6 separate regions of the Mus musculus genome follow, and all the other regions are linked to region 3. A link is a contact called in public Hi-C, HiChIP or PLAC-seq and promoter capture Hi-C data. All regions are on one chromosome and are shown on one strand. The core of a region is the stretch at or near the end of the contact, and the rest is flanking DNA. Distances in the headings are between cores, read along the strand shown. Region 1 holds the start of Lsm10 (U7 snRNP-specific Sm-like protein LSM10). Region 2 holds the start of Mrps15 (mitochondrial ribosomal protein S15). Region 3 holds the start of Ago1 (argonaute RISC catalytic subunit 1). Region 4 holds the start of Eva1b (eva-1 homolog B (C. elegans)). Region 5 overlaps AU040320 (expressed sequence AU040320). Region 6 holds the start of Ncdn (neurochondrin).

Evidence for each region. A called contact is a pair of places that touch in the nucleus more often than the background predicts. HiChIP or PLAC-seq counts read pairs in DNA pulled down with a chosen protein or histone mark. Capture Hi-C pulls out chosen DNA fragments and counts their contacts.
Region 1: a contact with region 3 is called in a promoter capture Hi-C map of adipose tissue. The contact joins the promoter of Lsm10 here to the promoter of Ago1 in region 3. A contact is called at or near these places in 5 of 484 Hi-C or Micro-C datasets (CD8 T cells, cortical neurons, double positive thymocytes and 1 more), 1 of 115 datasets of contacts at active chromatin or transcription factors (extraembryonic endoderm stem cells) and 2 of 9 other capture datasets (adipose tissue and liver).
Region 2: a Hi-C map of CD8 T cells shows a contact between it and region 3, with 3 times the contacts expected there. The contact joins the promoter of Mrps15 here to the promoter of Ago1 in region 3. A contact is called at or near these places in 1 of 39 promoter capture datasets (liver), 5 of 484 Hi-C or Micro-C datasets (CD4 T cells, CD8 T cells, double positive thymocytes and 2 more), 1 of 115 datasets of contacts at active chromatin or transcription factors (bone marrow-derived macrophages) and 2 of 9 other capture datasets (adipose tissue and pancreatic islet).
Region 4: a contact with region 3 is called in a promoter capture Hi-C map of liver. The contact joins the promoter of Eva1b here to the promoter of Ago1 in region 3. A contact is called at or near these places in 1 of 39 promoter capture datasets (liver), 1 of 484 Hi-C or Micro-C datasets (embryonic stem cells), 2 of 115 datasets of contacts at active chromatin or transcription factors (epiblast stem cells and extraembryonic endoderm stem cells) and 2 of 9 other capture datasets (adipose tissue and liver).
Region 5: an HNF4G HiChIP or PLAC-seq map of pancreatic cancer cells shows a contact between it and region 3. The contact joins the enhancer-like site here to the promoter of Ago1 in region 3. A contact is called at or near these places in 1 of 39 promoter capture datasets (liver) and 5 of 115 datasets of contacts at active chromatin or transcription factors (astrocytes, cardiomyocytes, embryonic stem cells and 2 more).
Region 6: a Hi-C map of regulatory T cells shows a contact between it and region 3, with 5 times the contacts expected there. The contact joins the promoter of Ncdn here to the promoter of Ago1 in region 3. A contact is called at or near these places in 6 of 39 promoter capture datasets (erythroid cells, hippocampal neurons, liver and 2 more), 11 of 484 Hi-C or Micro-C datasets (CD4 T cells, CD8 T cells, cardiomyocytes and 6 more), 7 of 115 datasets of contacts at active chromatin or transcription factors (the SCID.adh cell line, bone marrow-derived macrophages, embryonic stem cells and 3 more) and 2 of 9 other capture datasets (adipose tissue and liver).

The regions. Positions count from the first base shown.
Region 1 is chr4:126,095,269-126,097,968 of GRCm38.p6, forward strand. It overlaps Lsm10 (U7 snRNP-specific Sm-like protein LSM10), which reads left to right and starts at 1,385. Exons shown (of 2, transcript NM_138721.2): 1 at 1,385-1,541; 2 at 2,561-2,700. The coding sequence starts at 2,585.
Region 2 is chr4:126,045,648-126,048,382 of GRCm38.p6, forward strand. It overlaps Mrps15 (mitochondrial ribosomal protein S15), which reads left to right and starts at 1,281. Exons shown (of 8, transcript NM_025544.2): 1 at 1,281-1,552; 2 at 1,787-1,831. The coding sequence starts at 1,423.
Region 3 is chr4:126,467,148-126,469,847 of GRCm38.p6, forward strand. Ago1 (argonaute RISC catalytic subunit 1) reads right to left here and starts at 1,436. Exons shown (of 19, transcript NM_153403.3): 1 at 1,250-1,436. The coding sequence starts at 1,274.
Region 4 is chr4:126,146,635-126,149,334 of GRCm38.p6, forward strand. Eva1b (eva-1 homolog B (C. elegans)) reads left to right here and starts at 1,369. Exons shown (of 3, transcript NM_172145.3): 1 at 1,369-1,997; 2 at 2,317-2,411; 3 at 2,602-2,700. The coding sequence starts at 2,345.
Region 5 is chr4:126,835,977-126,838,676 of GRCm38.p6, forward strand. It overlaps AU040320 (expressed sequence AU040320), which reads left to right. Exons shown (of 21, transcript NM_133886.2): 11 at 659-782; 12 at 1,311-1,443. Among named protein-coding and RNA genes, the nearest start is that of Gm24161, 19 kb to the left of the region's middle. Within about 2 kb of position 1,370, at least 24 of the 459 cell types and tissues checked have an H3K27ac peak or open chromatin away from gene starts, as enhancers often do. A contact at or near this core is called in pancreatic cancer cells, where this site is marked.
Region 6 is chr4:126,751,939-126,754,777 of GRCm38.p6, forward strand. It overlaps Ncdn (neurochondrin), which reads right to left and starts at 1,491. Exons shown (of 7, transcript NM_011986.4): 1 at 1,033-1,491; 2 at 3-143. The coding sequence starts at 1,065. AU040320 (expressed sequence AU040320) reads left to right here and starts at 1,832. Exons shown (of 21, transcript NM_133886.2): 1 at 1,832-2,057.

The DNA.
Region 1 (2,700 bases), core at 135-2,634, 370 kb before region 3:
TGTATAGCCCTGGCTGTCCTGGAACTCACTTTGTAGACCAGGCTGGCCTCGAACTCAGAAATCCACCTGCCTCTGCCTCCCAAGTGCTGGGATTAAAGGCGTGGGCCACCATGCACTGCTTGATTTTTTTTGTTTGTTTGTTTGTTTCTTTTGGTTTTGGTTTTTCGAGACAGGGTTTCTCTGTGTAGTCCTGACTGTCCTGGAACTCACTCTGTAGACCAGGCTGGCCTTGAACTCAGAAATCTGCCTGTCACTGCCTCCCACGTGCTGGGGTTAAAGGCATGTGCCACCACTGCCCGGCTCGATTTTATTTATTTATTTATTTATTTATTTATTTTTGTTTTTTTGAGGCAGAGTTTCTCTGTGTAGCCCTGGCTGTCCTGGAACTCACTGTGTAGAACAGGCTGGCCTCAAACTCAGAAATCCGCCTGCCTCTGCCTCCCGAGTGCTGGGATTAAAGGCGTGGGCCACCATGCCCTGCTCAATTTTATTTTTAATTGTTAATTAGTTACAAGCAGTTGTGAGCTGGGAACCAAATGTAGGTCTTCTGCAATAGTATGCGGACTTAATTGCTAAAGTTTAGCAGTTAAATCTTCTCTCCATAGCCCTGTGTTTTCCTCTTTGAGACAAGGTAGCTATGTAGGCCTTGCTGTCCTTGAACTCTCTCCATAGACCAGGCTGTCCTCCAACTGAGATCCACCTGCCTCTGTCTCTGGAGTTGCTGGAATTAAGGAGTTTGCCACCACGTTTGGGCCACATTTCCGTAATTTTTTTTTTTTTTTAAAGATTTATTTATTTATTACATGTAAGTACACTGTAGCTGTCTTCAGACACACCAGAAGAGGGCGTCAGATCTCGTTACAGATGGTTGTGAGCCACCATGTGGTTGCTGGGATTTGAACTCTGGACCTTCCGAAGAGCAGTCGGGTGCTCTTACCCACTGAGCCATCTAACCAGCCCCTCATTTCCGTAATTTTAATCAGATGAAGGAATTAAGGAGTTTGCCACCACGTTTGGGCCACATTTCCGTAATTTTAATCAGATGAAGGACGTTGTGTTTTTCTTTCTTTCTTTCTTTCTTTCTTTCTTTCTTTCTTTCTTTCTTTCTTTCTTTCTTTCTTTCTTTCTTTCTTTCTTTATTTATTTATTTATTTATTTAACAGAAGCTCTCTCCCACTTAACGCCATGAGCTCAGCAGGACATTAGGGAGACACAGCTCCAAGCCGGAGCCTACAAAGGTGGGAAACTAGACAGAGAAGAGAATTGGGCGTGTGGCGCGCGGCCTCCTGGGACTTGTAGTCCGCATCCTGCGAGGCGCATGCTCTGATGCTCTGGGTCTTCCGCGGTTGCCATGGCTTCTCTGAGCCTCGGTGGGTGGTGCCCCTAGACACGGGCGGGTTTTGGAGGCGTAGCGCGCGGAAGGCGGAAGGCATCACGCGGTGGGTAGGGCAGTCGAGAGTGGGGACTAGGGCGCGCTGGGACCCGTCCTCTTCCCCTGGCGCACTGGCTGCGGACTTTTCTTCCCAAACCCCTTACGCGCGGTGAGGAGAGGGGCGCACTCGGCACCCGGCTTTCCCGGGTGGGACTAATGAGCTTGACCGCTAGTGGCAAATCCCAGGCCTCCGGTCCTGGAAGCAGCAGAGTCTGGGCCTGCCTGAAGGTCTCAAAGACTATCCTTTTGGATTTTGTTTTAAGACAGAGTGTAGTTCTGTATGCCAGACTGGTCTGTAACTCGGAGATCCACCTGCCTCGGCCTCCTGAGTGCTGGGTTTAAATGCATGCATCTTGGCTAGGTTTGGCTTGTTTTGTCTTGAAACATTCCACTATCCAGGTTGACTTGGAGCTCACGATGTAGTTTAGGCCGGTTTGGCATTTGAGGTGCTCCTACTGCTTCAGACTTTAAAGTGATGGTATTATAAGTGTGCGCCATCATGCTTGGCTAGATTACATAGTAACAAGCGCCTGGCAGAAGGACATACATAAACTACAATTTGCAGTAGTCGTTCTCAAACTGACTGGCACATTAAAATTCTGGGGGGCTTTTTGTTTAAAAAAAAAGTATAAACTGAGCATAGTGGCACACACCTTTAATCCCAACACTGGAGAGGCAGAGGCAGGAGGATCTCGATGAGTTTAAGGCCAGCCTGGTCTACATAGAGAGTTCAGGACAGCCAGGGCTACATAGAGAAACCCTGTCTCAAAATAATGTAAAAATAGGATACCTTGCAGGATGTGGTAACACACATCCTGAATCCCCAGCACTTGTGAGGAAGAGACAGGTGGATCTCTGTGAGTTCCAGGCCACACTTGTTTACATTTTAAGTTCCAGGCTACTCAGGAAGATATAGGAAGACCCTGTCTTTAAAAACAACAACAACAAAACAATCTGGGCCTGTCCTCTCCAGGCAAATGAATCTAGATCTCTGGGATGTGTGGGACGTGAAAGCCAGGCAAAGGTTTCCCCGGGTGTATCCAGTGCAGGGAGGCATCTGGACCACTAGTGTGGAGTTTCAGGGCTTGGTAAAGGTGAGTGACTCTATCTGTGTGCTCCTGCCCACAGTGAGCAGCCAGCCAATGTGGAACAATGGCACTGAGCCACTCGGTGAAGGAGCGAACTATTTCTGAGAACAGCCTGATCATCCTGTTGCAGGGCCTCCAAGGCCAAATAACCACTGTGGACCTTCGGGATGAGAGTGTGGC
Region 2 (2,735 bases), core at 31-2,530, 420 kb before region 3:
CTAGGCAGGGACTCTGCTAACCAAACCACATCTTCAGTTGCCTAATGTCATTTGAGTTTCATGTAACCACATTTGTCAGGATTATTCCCTGTGCTAATGGAGACCTTTCCACAAAAGCCTTGCCTGTCTTGGGTCTACTTTCCCCGGCCCTGATCTCAGGCTTGGGATGGTGTGTTCTTTCCTTGCCCCTCTCTTTACCCTCCCCACTACTTTTCCTTTATATTTGCCCTTGCATCCCTCATTTCAGTTTTACCACAGCTGAGTACCGAATACTGACTATTTAAACATGTGTTTTGTATACAGCTGCTTCGGTCTATAGGCTGAACAATGTAAAAGACATTGCTACCAATCTCATTTGATGTTTTGAGAACACTGCAGCCCATAAAGGTAGACTTTGCCCACAGGGTCTCATAGTAATGGCTCAGTACCCTACCAAAAACTCTATCCTTAGTCACTGAGATACAAGCCAACGAAAGAAGGCTAGAACCTGAGGGTTCTTACAGGGCCCCGGTGTCTGGAGGAGGGCCAAGAAAGAATATTAGCCTCTGGAGAAGGTAAGGAGAGTCCCACAGAAGCCCTAAAATAACTAGGACCTAAGACAATGGTTCTCTTTTTTTTTTTTAATTAAAGATTTATTTTATTTTATGTATATGAGTACACTGTAGCTGAACAGATGGTTGTGAGTCTTTTTTTTTTTTTAGATTTATTTATTGTTATATGTAAGTACACTGTAGCTGTCTTCAGACACTCCAGAACAGGGCATCAGATCCCATTACAGGTGGTTATGAGCCACCATGTGGTTGCTGGGATTTGAACTCAGGACCTTAGGAAGAGCAGTCAGTGCTCTTAACCGCTGAGCCATTTCTCCAGCCCCAGGCAATGGTTCTCAACCTTCCTAATGCAGAGATACTTTAATACAGTTCTTCATGTTGTGAAGACCTCTAATAAAATTATTTCCGTTGCTAGTTCATAACTGCAATTTTGCTACTATTATGAATTGTGATATAAATATCTGATATGCAAGATATCTGATGTGTGACCCCTATGAATAGGTCGCTCAACAACCTTCACCCCCCATGTGTCTTGACCAACAGGTTGAGAACTGAGGACCAGGTCAGGAACATAAGGAATTTAGAAAGTGATTAGGCCGGATGCAAGGTCAATAGGTGACATTATAGCGTTCACACAGTGCTCCGGGCCTGTAAGCGTAGAAACAGGCCCGCCCACCAGGCCAAATTCCTGGGCTCCGCCCCAGCTCCCTGACAATCCGGAACCGATCCATTCGCTCAGCCCTCGGCAGCTCTTGTCGCGCTCTCACCTCGATTGGTCGAGCCCGAACCGTCATGGCTGCGCCCATGTAACCTGGATCCACCGCGGAGCGGGCAGTGGCGGTGCGGGCCCCCCGTCGAGTCGGGAGTCAACATGCTGCGGGCCGCGTGGCGTGCGCTGAGCTCTGTTCGTGCCCAGGCGGTGACACGGGCCCCAGTCCCTGCGCTGAGGGGCGGAAGTAGCGCCAGTCTGCTCTCTGCGCGCTGTGGCCTGCAGCCTCCGAGTGAGCCGCCGAGCTGGGTCCCAAGGGACTGGGCGAAGATGGAGGAGACCAGGCACCCGGAGACCCGAGAAAGGCAGTGACAGGATGAGAAAGAGGGTGATGGCTAGGGAAGGGGTGATGAGGAGGGAGATAGGGAAGTGAGGCGGTAGTTAGGTGCAGGTGCCTACAGTTCGTGGGAGAAGGGACATGAGGGGCTGTGTATGGCAGAGTCTCAGCCCTTTCTATTCTGCGTAGGTCTACTGCGCGCCGCGCGAGCATACGCCGCCGTCCAGAAACCAGGTACGAGGACTTGGGTTGTTGAGACTTGAGGCCGCCTGGAAGGCTTGGGGTGGACAAGGGAACAGAGGTGGCGCGCAAAGGGACAGGCCAAGACCCCCCCACATTCATTGTTTAGGGGTGCACGAGAAGGTAGAAGTAAGAGCTTTCGCGTGAAAGCACTCACTCATTTGACAATACAGATCACCAAAAGCTCCGCCTCGTTGTGTGCATCCCTACTGTGTCAGATGAGAGTGAGGTCGAAGCCCGAGGTCCAACCCAGTCCAGCTTGGCTGGACCCAATGAGTGTGTGGCTGGCAACACTAGCAAGAGTTACAATTCTAGGAATGTAACACTTTTTATCTGCTATTCTGAGAGGAAGGATGAAGTTTCCCATCCTAAGTTAGCATGCCTTAGGGCCCTCTAACAAACACATACTATTTGAGGCAAGTTTGCTTTTTTTGTGAACCAGCGCTGAAATGAGTGTCAAAGGATCCATTGGAACACAGTTAATAGGATTCAATCATGGCAGCGGTATGAAAAGCACCCTTAACCCCGTGCACAATAAACTGTGATATCATAGTCTTTATTGCTTCTAGTGTCCTTTGCATAGTGGCAGGACAGAGTCTGGCTTGAGAGGATAGATTATCTTGGTTGCGCTGGACTGGGTTGGACTACAGGCTTCAACCTCACTTCCAGTGACATAGTAGGAATGCACACACAGAAGCCGAGCTTTTAGTGATGCGAACTGGCTATTGACATTCCCTTAAAGCTAGCAGCACTTCCTCTCACCCTGTACTTCATTCATGTGGTCAACCAGCAAGCTTTGTTAAAGTGCTACTTCTAGACTAGACTATGGACTAGGCTGGGGAATCGAGGAGTTAAAGAGAAGCCAAACTCACTCCTGTCCACGGGAGAACCGATCCCA
Region 3 (2,700 bases), core at 186-2,685:
TTTGTTTGTTTGTTTTTTGGAGACACTGTCCTGGGACTCGCTCTGTAGACAAGGCTGACCTTGAATTCATTCATCTGCCTGCCTCTGCCTCCCCAGCGCTGGGATTAAAGGCGTGCGCCACCAGTGTGTCTGCCTAACAACTTGTTTCTATCAGGCAGACAAGCTTGGCAGCTTTGAGTCTAATGACATGCTCCTGACGTGGGAAAAGATCCACTAGGAAACAGGAGGCACAGGTATATAGAGAGATTATATTGTGATATAGAGTCAATTCATGGAAAAGGAGGGCACTATCTTCAGATTAAAAGCTCCCATCTCTTCTCAGGAGTGGTCTAGAAACTTGAAAAACATGTGGGCCTAGTTTCTCAGTGACCAACACTTTCCTAAGGCCTATCTTCTGAGAGAAGTAGCTCATAAAGCAAGGCTTTGGTCCCCGTCCATCCTCATGCAGCAGAAAATGCACTCTGGCAGTTGACCTCGACCCTTTCTTTGACAAACTGCTACTCCGGGGTTTAAGGACCAAGTGTCAGAGACCGCCCCCCACCCTTCCCCCAAGACAGAAGGCAATTCCCATTTGTACTACGCAAACAGAATCTGCGAGACTGCACACTCCTCCTAAACCCAGGGGCACAGGAGGGATACTCCAACAGCCACGCCCCCACCACATAGGGCAGCCCTTCAGGCTGGTACCTCCGCGCATGCTCCCGCGCCACCACTCAAGTCCCCAATCTAAGGGGGGAAATCCCTGGTCTAAATCCCCACCCACCGCCCCCTGACCCTCACCCCCGCTTCAGGCCCAGCTGGGCGGAGCTCAGAGGCCAGCCCCGGCGCCTACTCCCCAGAGACATTAGCTTAGCCCAGCCCAGCACGGCCGAGCCCCCGCCCCCCGACAGGCGGTAGTTCCAGGCCCATCTGTGTCGCCCCCCTCCTCTCCAGGACACCTGGAGCCCGCCCCCCTGCCACCTGCCGGGCCTCCCCATAGGCCTCCCCAGACCTCACGGAAGGACACCGTGCATTCAGGCCCTTCTCCCAGGTTACTTCTCACCCTCGGGACAGTATACTGCTTCCTAGGACAAACAGCCCGGGTCTCAGATCTTCACATGGTTCTCAGCCGGAACTGCATACAACCCCCTTCAAAATGGGCCCCCCATCCCCTGAGAGCCCCTCTCCTCACTCTGCAACCATGCTCTATGCCGCGAGAGCCTATAGGGCTTTGGAATACACACTGCTCCCAGTCCCCGAGGGCCCTTACCTGCTCCCGAGGGTCCCGCTTCCATCCCATATACCCGTGCGGAGGACAGGCGGCCGGGAGACTGAGGAGTCCAGCGTGAGGGGCCTAGGTACCTCGCACTTGCACTGCTCGGGCTCCCGGGCCGGGCTCGGCTCCCCCCCGAAGCCCGGCCGCTCGCGCTGTCGCCCCCGCAGCCTCCGTTGCCGCCGCCGCGGAGCCTGCAGCAGCTCCCCCTGCTAGCGCCCGAGTAGCTGCCAGTGCGCAGGCGCGACCGATGGGCCCATGGGGCGGACGGGAACGAGTCAAGCGGGGCGCTCGACGGCAACAAAGGCCAATGGAGAGGGGCGGGGGCGCGGGGACCGTGCAGCGGCCTCTGGCGGCCACTCGTAGCCGTGCAGCCTGGCGGGAGGGCTCCAGTGGCGGAGCCGCGCAGTGGCGTAAGAGGGGAGGGGCTGGGCGACACCCCTTCCCCGGCTGCAGCCTGGGGCCCTGTCTTTTCCCTAAACAGATCTCTGGAAACCTATCCACAGCCCCGCTATCAACACAGAGCCTGGCTCCCACCCATTCCCCGACCCTCTCCCCCTCCAACACCCAATCACTCAAAGGCCCTGCCTCCCACCTCTCCCAATCACCCTCACCCTTAAGTCTTGACTGCCTCTGCTAAGTCAGTCTTTCTGTGTCCCTAGTCGCTGATCTCATTAATGCCACCCACCCTTCCAGGCTGCGTGCCTGGCGCTGAGACCACAAATGTGTTAGAAACCTTGCCTATTCTGGCCGGTGTAACAGTTTTGACACTGACAGAGCTCTCTATCTGCAGGAAGCACCTGCCTCCACTTTTTCGTCTGCAGAACGTTTGCTCCTACCAAATCTCTTAATGACGTTTTGTGTCAAACCCCAAAGGCTAATTTCCTATTATTTCCCTGCAGCATCTGAAACTATATCTCTTCTTAAAAATTAAAAAAAAAAAAGACTTTCCTTGGCTTTCACATTTTCTTAAGTCTCCTAATGTCTGTCCTGAAGAGCTTTCTTCAGTGGCTCCTCTTGTTTTGTTCACTGTAGTGACCTGAATTTTATATTCTACTCTCCCCTTGCCTCTTCACAGCTTCATCCACTTTTAATGCCCAAATATCTATACGTTACCATGTTGCAGCTTCATATTTCCTACTGTCTGCTGGACAGCTCCAGCTGGATCTAACAATTCAAACTTAAGTCCAAACCTAACCCTTTCTTTTTCCCCTACAAAATACATATATTTGTCCTGTCTCAGTGAACTGCATCTCCATGCCAAAAATATCAGCTCCTGTCTCCCTTGTCTATTTGCTATATTCAACTGTGTCTTGACATGCTTACCTTATGAAGTGCTCTCAAAGCATTCCCTGTCATTCTCATAGTCTCTAGTGTGGGTACCCTTTTCTTACCTTGCCAGAAGCACCACAGCTAATTCCTTGATCGTCTCACATAACCTTCTCATT
Region 4 (2,700 bases), core at 119-2,618, 320 kb before region 3:
TCTCTGCTTCTACTGTTTGTTCGTTTTGTTTTTTTGTTTTGTTTTTTGGAGACAGGAAGGGATTTGGGTCTACATGGTACATGGTGAATTTTCTGAGATTTTTTTGTAGACCAGGCTGGCCTCCAACTCAGAAATCCGCCTGCCTCTGCCTCCCAAGTTCTGGGATTCAAAGGCGTGCGCCACCACGCCCTGCCCTCTGCTTCCACTCTTGCCCTGCTGTGGCCAAGCCTATCTTGAGCAGCTTCAGGAGTCTTTCCAATGTGTGGCGTGGGGACTGACACTCTCTAACTTAAGCCTCCAGGGGTTATCACTTCACTTCCAATGAAATCCAAGCTCCTGAGTGATCTGCAAATCCTGTGTGGTCTCCGATCAGTTACTTTCCCCTCGAACCTCTCATGCTAGCTCCGTCTCTGCATGCCAGAAACTCCACTCATGCTCCCATCCTACCCTTTGATCCTGCCTTAGACAGGCTCCCCGAGATCCTGGCATGGCTGCCCTCTCCTCAGGACTGAGCTCTTACCTGGGGCGTCTCTGTGAGAGTTACTCAAGATGTTCTCCATCACATTAATGCATTCCACTACCTTCATGACACCTCACAGCCCCTTTGAAGATGCCTGCCTCCTGAGGGCTTGTAACCTCTGACCTCTGCAATTCCTTTTTTTTTTTTTTTTTTTTTTTTTTTGGGTTTTCGAGACAGGGTTTCTCTGTATAGCCCTGGCTGTCCTGGAACTTATGCCACACTAAAATGCTGAGGCAGCATTATATGCAAATAGGTAAGTACGCATGGGCCAACGCATGCTTACAAAGCAGACTAAACACAAAAATACCCAGGTCTGAGCCAGCTTGGTCCTTTCTCCATCTCCTCTTGACCCCTACTTGAACCCAGGCGGGCTTGGAGGAGTCGGGGTCTGCAGCTTGAACAGGGAAGGGGTTAATGGCCTCCAGGCTTCAGGCAGCGCCTACAGCTATGCCTGCAATTTCCTCTGGCCATTCTTTCCCTCCTCCTTCCCAAGATTCCCGCCAAGAAGGCCTCCCCCTCACCCCAGCTCCAGCGTAGGGAGGGGAAGGGGGTTGGCCAGGAGAGTAAGCAGAAAGAAGAGGCCAGCTGCAGATCCCCCCCAGCGCACTTCGGTCCCAGCCTTGAGCCCAGGTGGAAGCACACGTGTGACTCTGGGCAGGTCCGGCTAGCAAAGCAAGCGAGGCTGTTCCCTAGCGCCGAGGCCCCCGCTGGGGTCTGCAATATGCTGGGACCTGGCTCACCGCCGAGTCCGACAATCATTAACCTTGGGTGACCACAGCAGCTGGACACACTCAGCCAGGGCACTGGGAGGAGGGGCTGAGAGATCCCTTCTCCGAGGAAAACCAATAAGGACGCGGGGGTGCCGGCTGCCTCTACTAGGTCTAGGAAGGTCTGGAAGGATGAAGGGGTTTGGACCCGCCTCATCCCAGGAGGAGCCAGGCACAGGAAAGTAGTTTGGAGCCTGCGCGCTAGAGTAAGAGCGTTGTGGGTTCAAATCCTGACCGTGTGGCAAAGGTCTTCAAGATCTTTGACTCAGTTTACTTCATTTGCAAATTGGAGATTTAATGGTAGCCACATTCCAGGGTTGGCTGGCTTAAATGAAGGGATGTCTACGGGAAGCGGGAGGGGAGGTAACCTGCCGCCAGGGGCTCCAGGCCTTAGGGATGTTTAGTAACTAATGTTGTTGTTAGTACTGGCGGGGGCGGACCCTGTGAGCGCCCTCCCCAGCGGCTTCCTGTAGGGGAGCAGGGGCCGCCCCCTCTCCCCTTCCTCCAGGCGCTCTTCCTCCCCGCCTCTCCTCCCCGCCCCGCCCCGTCCCTCCTCTTTCCTCGGAGGAAACTTTCCGCCGGCTGGTCCGTCGCGGTGTCCGGCCGCACCGCCGTGCGAACCTGGTAAGGCGGACGGGGCGGCCCGGCCTGGGTGTATGCGGCCACCGGGGAGACGCCACTGCCGGGGCGAGGCTGCGGGACGCTGACGGGTGAGCGAGCCGGGCCGGCCGAGGCCCCGCGGGTGGAGGGGTGCAGGAGGGAGGTGGAAGGGGAGCCCGAGGCACCGCCTCGCCCTTCCGTGCGCTGGGCCTCGCCTGGGGACCCCACGAGGGGGCGGAGCGTGTGCGCCCTCTCCGCCGCTCCCGGGGATGGAGAGGCGTCTGCGGGGGAACAAGGACTAGCAGAGTCCAGATCTGCGATCCAGTGAGGCGAACCGCTCCCTCGCCCCACCACCACCCCAGGGTGGAGGAGCTACGCGAGGAGCGAGCGCCTTGGGCTCTGGAAGACCTGACCTGGGTGACCTCGCAGGCTGACAGGCGAGCTGCATCCCAGCAGCATGGATGCCCCAAGAAGGGACATGGAGCTACTCAGCAACAGCCTGGCAGCCTATGCGCACATCAGAGGTGAGGGCCAGGCCTGGGGGCACGGAGCCCGTCCATCATAACCCAGGCAGCCCTCCACTCCTAGCTGCTCACCCTGTCCTTGCAGCCCTTCCGTTCCTTGCCCCAAGCCTAGCTAGACCCTGGATCTCTCCCAGATGGGACGACTCCAGCCTGTCAGGGCCCCCTGTGACCTCCGCTCCCTGCTCCCTAGCTAACCCCGAGAGCTTCGGCCTCTACTTCGTGCTTGGCGTCTGCTTCGGCCTGCTGCTGACCCTATGCCTGCTGGTCATCAGCATCTCCTGCGCGCCTC
Region 5 (2,700 bases), core at 120-2,619, 370 kb after region 3:
CGTGCAAACCTCCCTAAGCTCACTGGTAGATCATCTAGCTACAAGATGCCCTCCCCAGAAGTCTGTGAAATAGACAGGGCACTTAAACAAGTAGAGTAACCTGGGCGGCTATGGCGAGTAGGGACCTGTTGCTTCCTGGGTCCTGCTGCTATCACACAGAGAGATGGTCTTAGTGTTAGTTGACAGTCTTGCTAAGAGCAGACAGAAATGAGATTTTGGGGTGGAATTTCCCACCATTCAGCACGACAGGCCAAGCAAAATGCCTTCAAGCAGAACTCAGCCCTAGGCCACCAGGTTTTGCTGTTAGAAAGCTCCTGTGTTGCAGGCTTTCCTCCAGTTATTTATAATGTTCCTTCTGACAGGCCGGAAGGGCTCTGTACCTTCAGGTGTCTAGAGGCATGACACAAAGCATGTTTTACCTGGCTTTAGTTCATGTGTTTTGATAGGTTTCTCTGCTGCCACAGAATCTATAGAAATTCTTAATAGTACAATGTCTCACGCTGTTCTGTTAATGGTCATTCGTTGTGCTGACCAGGGACACACCCCCAGTACCAAGTTAGTTTTAAAGACCTGGCTGAAGTATTTCTTCCCGAGTGAGTACTGTGTGCATTGCTGTGATCCTGGGAGTCGTTTCCCATGCCTGAATTTCTGCATGTAGGGAGTTAGAACGCCAGCCCTGCAGCTGTCCGCAATGCAAGAAGGAGACTATACCTACCAGCTCACAGTGACTGACACCGCAGGACAACAGGCCACCGCCCAAGTGACTGTGATTGTGCAGCCTGGTAAGCTCCTCCCCAGGATCCTGCCAGCCCTGGGGCCACAGGCTGGAGTTCTGGGCTGCAGGCCAGAGAAGTGGAAGGCAGGCAGTCGCCCCTCAGAGCCTGAGAGTCACCCCACCCGGCTCTCACCCTTTGCCTTACAAGACTTCTGAGCTTTAGTGTGTGTCCTTGCCTTGCAAGTTACTGTGTGATGGTGAGGGCCTGGGAGATGGCGTCACCATCATACCAAATGCTACTTGGTTTTAAAGGGTTGTTGCAAAGCCCTCAATGCCTAGAAAACTGTGTCTACCTCTTCTTAGCCCACTGCATTAGATTTCAGAGGTAGTGAGCTGTAAAAACTTCAAAATTGTTTGACATGATTCAGTTTCATTTTTTACTGTGAGTCCCCTGATGGCATCCATCTCTCCCACATATCTTGTAATGCTCTGGGCTAAGAGGCAGAGTTCCCATGGCTACCAGAGCAGATGCCCCAATGGATCCTCTCCTCTGCCACCTGGAGTGCTGCTTTTGATGGCTGCATCTTTGTCCTAGAGAACAACAAGCCTCCTCAGGCAGATGCAGGCCCAGACAAAGAGCTGACCCTGCCCGTGGACAGCACAACCCTGGACGGCAGCAAGAGCACAGATGACCAGAGAGTCGTCTCTTACCTTTGGGAGCAGAGTCGGTGAGTGTCGATGCCATCTGGGCAGAGTTTCCAGCCATGGAGCAGCAGGGTTTATTTGCTTTTGAGAGTTGACTCATTCTTACTAGTCTCTCCCGGAGAGTGAGAAAGAAAGGTTTACAATCCCAAGGTTCTACTCTTTTTTTTTTTTTTTTTTTTTCGAGACAGGGTTTCTCTGTGTAGCTGTAGCTGTCCTGGAACTCACTCTGTAGACCAGACTGGCCTCAAACTCAGAAATCCGCCTGCCTCTGCCTCCCAAGTGCTGGGATTAAAGGCGTGCGCCACCACGCCCAGCTGACTCTTTTTTTTAAAGATTTATTTATCTTATGTATGTGAGTGCACTGTAACTGTCTTCAGACCAACCAAAAGAGTTCATCAGATCCCATTACAGATGCGGTTGCTGGGAACTGAACTCAGGACCTCTGGAAGAGGGCTCAATGCTCTTAACCGCTGAGCCATTTCTCTAGCCCCTAAGGTTCAACTCTTAAGAAAGATTTTCTGATTTTTTTTAAAAGAGAGAATGTATATCATCAGTTAGCCCCACTGTGTGAGCTTGGGCTTTTGCAGGCACCACCCATCTGCTAAATGCATAGTTTCGTTACACTTGAGAGGCAGGTTGGAAGGTAATGGAGCAGAAAGATACCATTGTTCAAAATTGACTAGTAAGGCTAACTGAGGAGTGGGCAGGCAGCTCCTGAGAGGAACTGAACCTTCATCAGCAAAGCAAAGCAAAGCAGAGCAGAGCAGAGCAGAGCAGAGCAGAGCAGAGCAAAGCAAAGCAAAGCAAAGCAAAGCAAAGCAAAGCAAAGCAAAGCAAAAAGCAAAGCATGCCTGTGTTACTGCTCTTCAGAGACTTTGGTTTTCAGTTAAGTTAGCCAAAGATCAAAGACTGCAGCCAAAAATTACTCTTTTTAAGTTGTAATTACCTATTTGAGCTATTCCTGATTGTACAATTTCTTTCAGCTTTTATGAACCATAGAAAATGGAATTTAACTTGTATCCAGAGTTCTGCATGAACTGAAGGGATTCTAGGGAAGCTGAAAACATTCTCCAGTTCCAAAACAGCAGCCACAAAGACAGGCTGGGTTTACCCCTAACACATATGTGTACACACACACGCACACACGCACACGCACACACACACACACACACACACAAACACACACACACACAGAGAGAGAGAGAGAGAGAGAGTGAGATCTTATTACAGCATTGGAGGTGGGTGGGGAAGGGTTTTAATATCTACTTAGGAAGTCCGTG
Region 6 (2,839 bases), core at 241-2,740, 280 kb after region 3:
ACTAGCAGCAGGGCTGCAAACTGCTCGCTGTCATTCTTGGCCTCACGGAGGGCTCCCAGGTAGCGCTCCAGGGTGGGGTTTCGGCTCTCTGCCTGGTTCAGAGCTGGCTCACAATCCGAGGCCATGATGCCCGCCTTGCCCAACTGTGAACACAAGAGGGACTGAGCATCCCTCTGCAGAGGAGGGGCGGGGGCGGGGGTGGAAGTGGAGGATGTAGGGAGGGATTAGCACAGAGGGAGGGGGGGTGGATTTGGAAGGGTGGCTTCCTCATGACTGACCTCCCTTGGGGGAGCCCCTTTAAGAGGCTGGACCTACAAATTCTTTAGGATGAAGAAGGGACCCTGGTCCAAGGTCACCTCCAGAAAAGTGGGATATGAGGACCATGCATGCCGCTGCTCAGCTGGACAGCTTTCCTCACCAGTCTAGAAGTGGGAAGGAGCTGGCCCAACTGCTCAGCAGCCCCTGGCACCAGACACCGGGTTTTATCTCTCTCCAGGAGGCACACGAGGAGTGAGCGGTGAGGACAGACAGGGAGGAATGCAGACAGACACGGGTCAAGTTCGATTATCCGGACTCACGCCGACAAGGAAGAAAAGGACATTCTAGGGTTCCTTTCCCCTCCCTTCTTCAGAGAAAGTAGACTGGCTTCAGCAGGAGTGAGAAGGCAAGCTCTCCAGAGAAGGCTTTGAAGACTCCCCTGTGGACCCACCCCTCCAGCCAGGGCTCTTAATCGCCCCCGCAGCCTCCTTGCCTTCTCTTCTTTCCCTCCCTCGGGCAGAGGCTGCAGAGGCTGCAGAGGCTGCAAGAGCAGGAGCTGCAGCTGCTGCTGCAGCAGCAGCAACATTAACCCCTTGTGCTCCCTGTACTCTCCCTGTCCGTCCCGCTAACAGCCTGTGGGTGCCGGCACTGGCTGGAGAAGGAAAGAGGGGTCGGGTGGCTCTCAGGATAACAGAATCCAAAAGCCGGATAATCGAAGCGGGGCTGCAGTGATGGAGAGATGAGAAGGGGAGAAGGGATCCTGGCGGTCACCACCTGTCCCGCCGCAGCCAGGTCACAACACGACATTGATGAAGTCGAACGACAGGGCAGCGATGAGATCACACTTCACGATGGCGCGGTGATGTCACGGAGAGATCACAGCGAAATCACGACATGAAGGGGACAGCCCCCAAATATGATAGGGCAAATTTAAAAAAATATATAGGTAGATAGATAAATACTGAAAGGGGTTGTGACAAAATGGAGTCTCGACAGGGTACGGTGATGTCGAGATATGGCACGATGGAGTCGCGATAGGGTCCCTGGGGAGTCTCGGCATCGATCAGCGCCGGTTCGGAGAGGCTCCGGCTGAGATGCAGGGGAGGGCTTGAAGGGGGCTGAGCTCACCAGGCTGCGGCCCCGAGCGGCGAAGTCTTTCTCCGGGCGCGATGCTCCGGGAGCCTGGGGCTGCTGCTCACGCCGCGTTGCCCACTCTTGGCTCCAGGCTGCTACAGCTCCACCCCCACCCCCGCATCGCTCTCGACCAATCGGCGCTGGGCTCACTCCGCACTCTGACCAATGGCACAGCAGGGCGCTAAGCAGTAGGGGGGCGCCTCCGGTGCGGCCATCTTGCTTGTGGGCAATTGCCCGAGTCTGGGGCCTGAGTGCTCGAGCTAAGGAGGAAAGGTGCGGGCCGCCCCGCAAGGGCTCGCGGCCAAAGGCTGAGGGCCCGGACGTCCTCGCTTGTGCGTAGCTCTCCCCTCAGCGCCGCCCCTCCTCCCACTTTTGGGCTCGCGGCTGGAATTGCGCTTCCGGAGGGTGGGGGCAGGAGGACTGGCTCAGCGTGAAGAGTATGTTTCCGGGTTGAGCCCCGGGAGGTGGGAAGGAGGCGGCGTTTCCGGCCGCGGTCGCTGTCCAGGGAGGCTGAGGCAAGAGGGAGCTGTCCGGGTGGGGAGCCAGCACTTCCTTCTTCCTCCTCTGCGTGAGGGGAGAGAAGGTTGGGGGTCCCCGAGCCCATGGATCGGGAGGAGGCGGAGGCCGCCGAGAGCCGGCACCCCTCTATGTGGCCCTGAGCCCCGGTAGGTGGCCGGGGCGGCTGACTGCCAGGCCGAGGACCAGGAGCTCAGGGGAGGGGCAGAGGCGGGACGGGCGATGCCTCGGGTACGCTGGTCCGGCGTTGGGACCCGGAGATGGCGCTCCTGGCTGGGACAGGACAAATCTGCTGCTTCTAGCCTTGCAGGTGCCAGAGTCCCAATCTGAACCCCTCCGCTTTGGGACTCAGGCCTGGTCAGGCAGCTCCCTCTATTCCCTGACATATGGGCAGACCAGGCTGAGGCACTGCGGTCCTTATGATACTCTCGACCTCTGCAGCCTCGTCCCGAGTTGCTGTCTCTGGTGTTTGATGATCTTCCCATCGAGATTAAAAGAAAAGAAAAGGGAAAAAAAAAAGTTGATACAGAATAAAGGGGGCGGGGCTGGGCTCGTTGGCGAAAACCTTCCTCCTTGAGAATTTTGACAATTATGCCCCTTAGAGGGTCCTGCGGTGGCTGCAGTGAGCACAAAAAGCGAACTGAAGGAAGTCAAAGTAGAAGACCTCAGGCGGGGTTCCAGGAATGCTTTGCCTGGTCTCATCTCACGGTGGTTGTGCCCAACTGACAATAGAAGCTGTTAAAGCTCCTTAGCTGACTCTCCTTGTGCTATCTTGTGATTAACAGACTGGAAACTAGGAACAAATTGGAAAGACGACCTCCTAGAACAATCTGTTCATTTTTCCAGCTATTTGGAAAACAGTGTTTGCAAATATAAGCAAAGCTATTCATGCAGTCTGTTCTGTAACTTTCTCAAACATCTAGGACTTTTT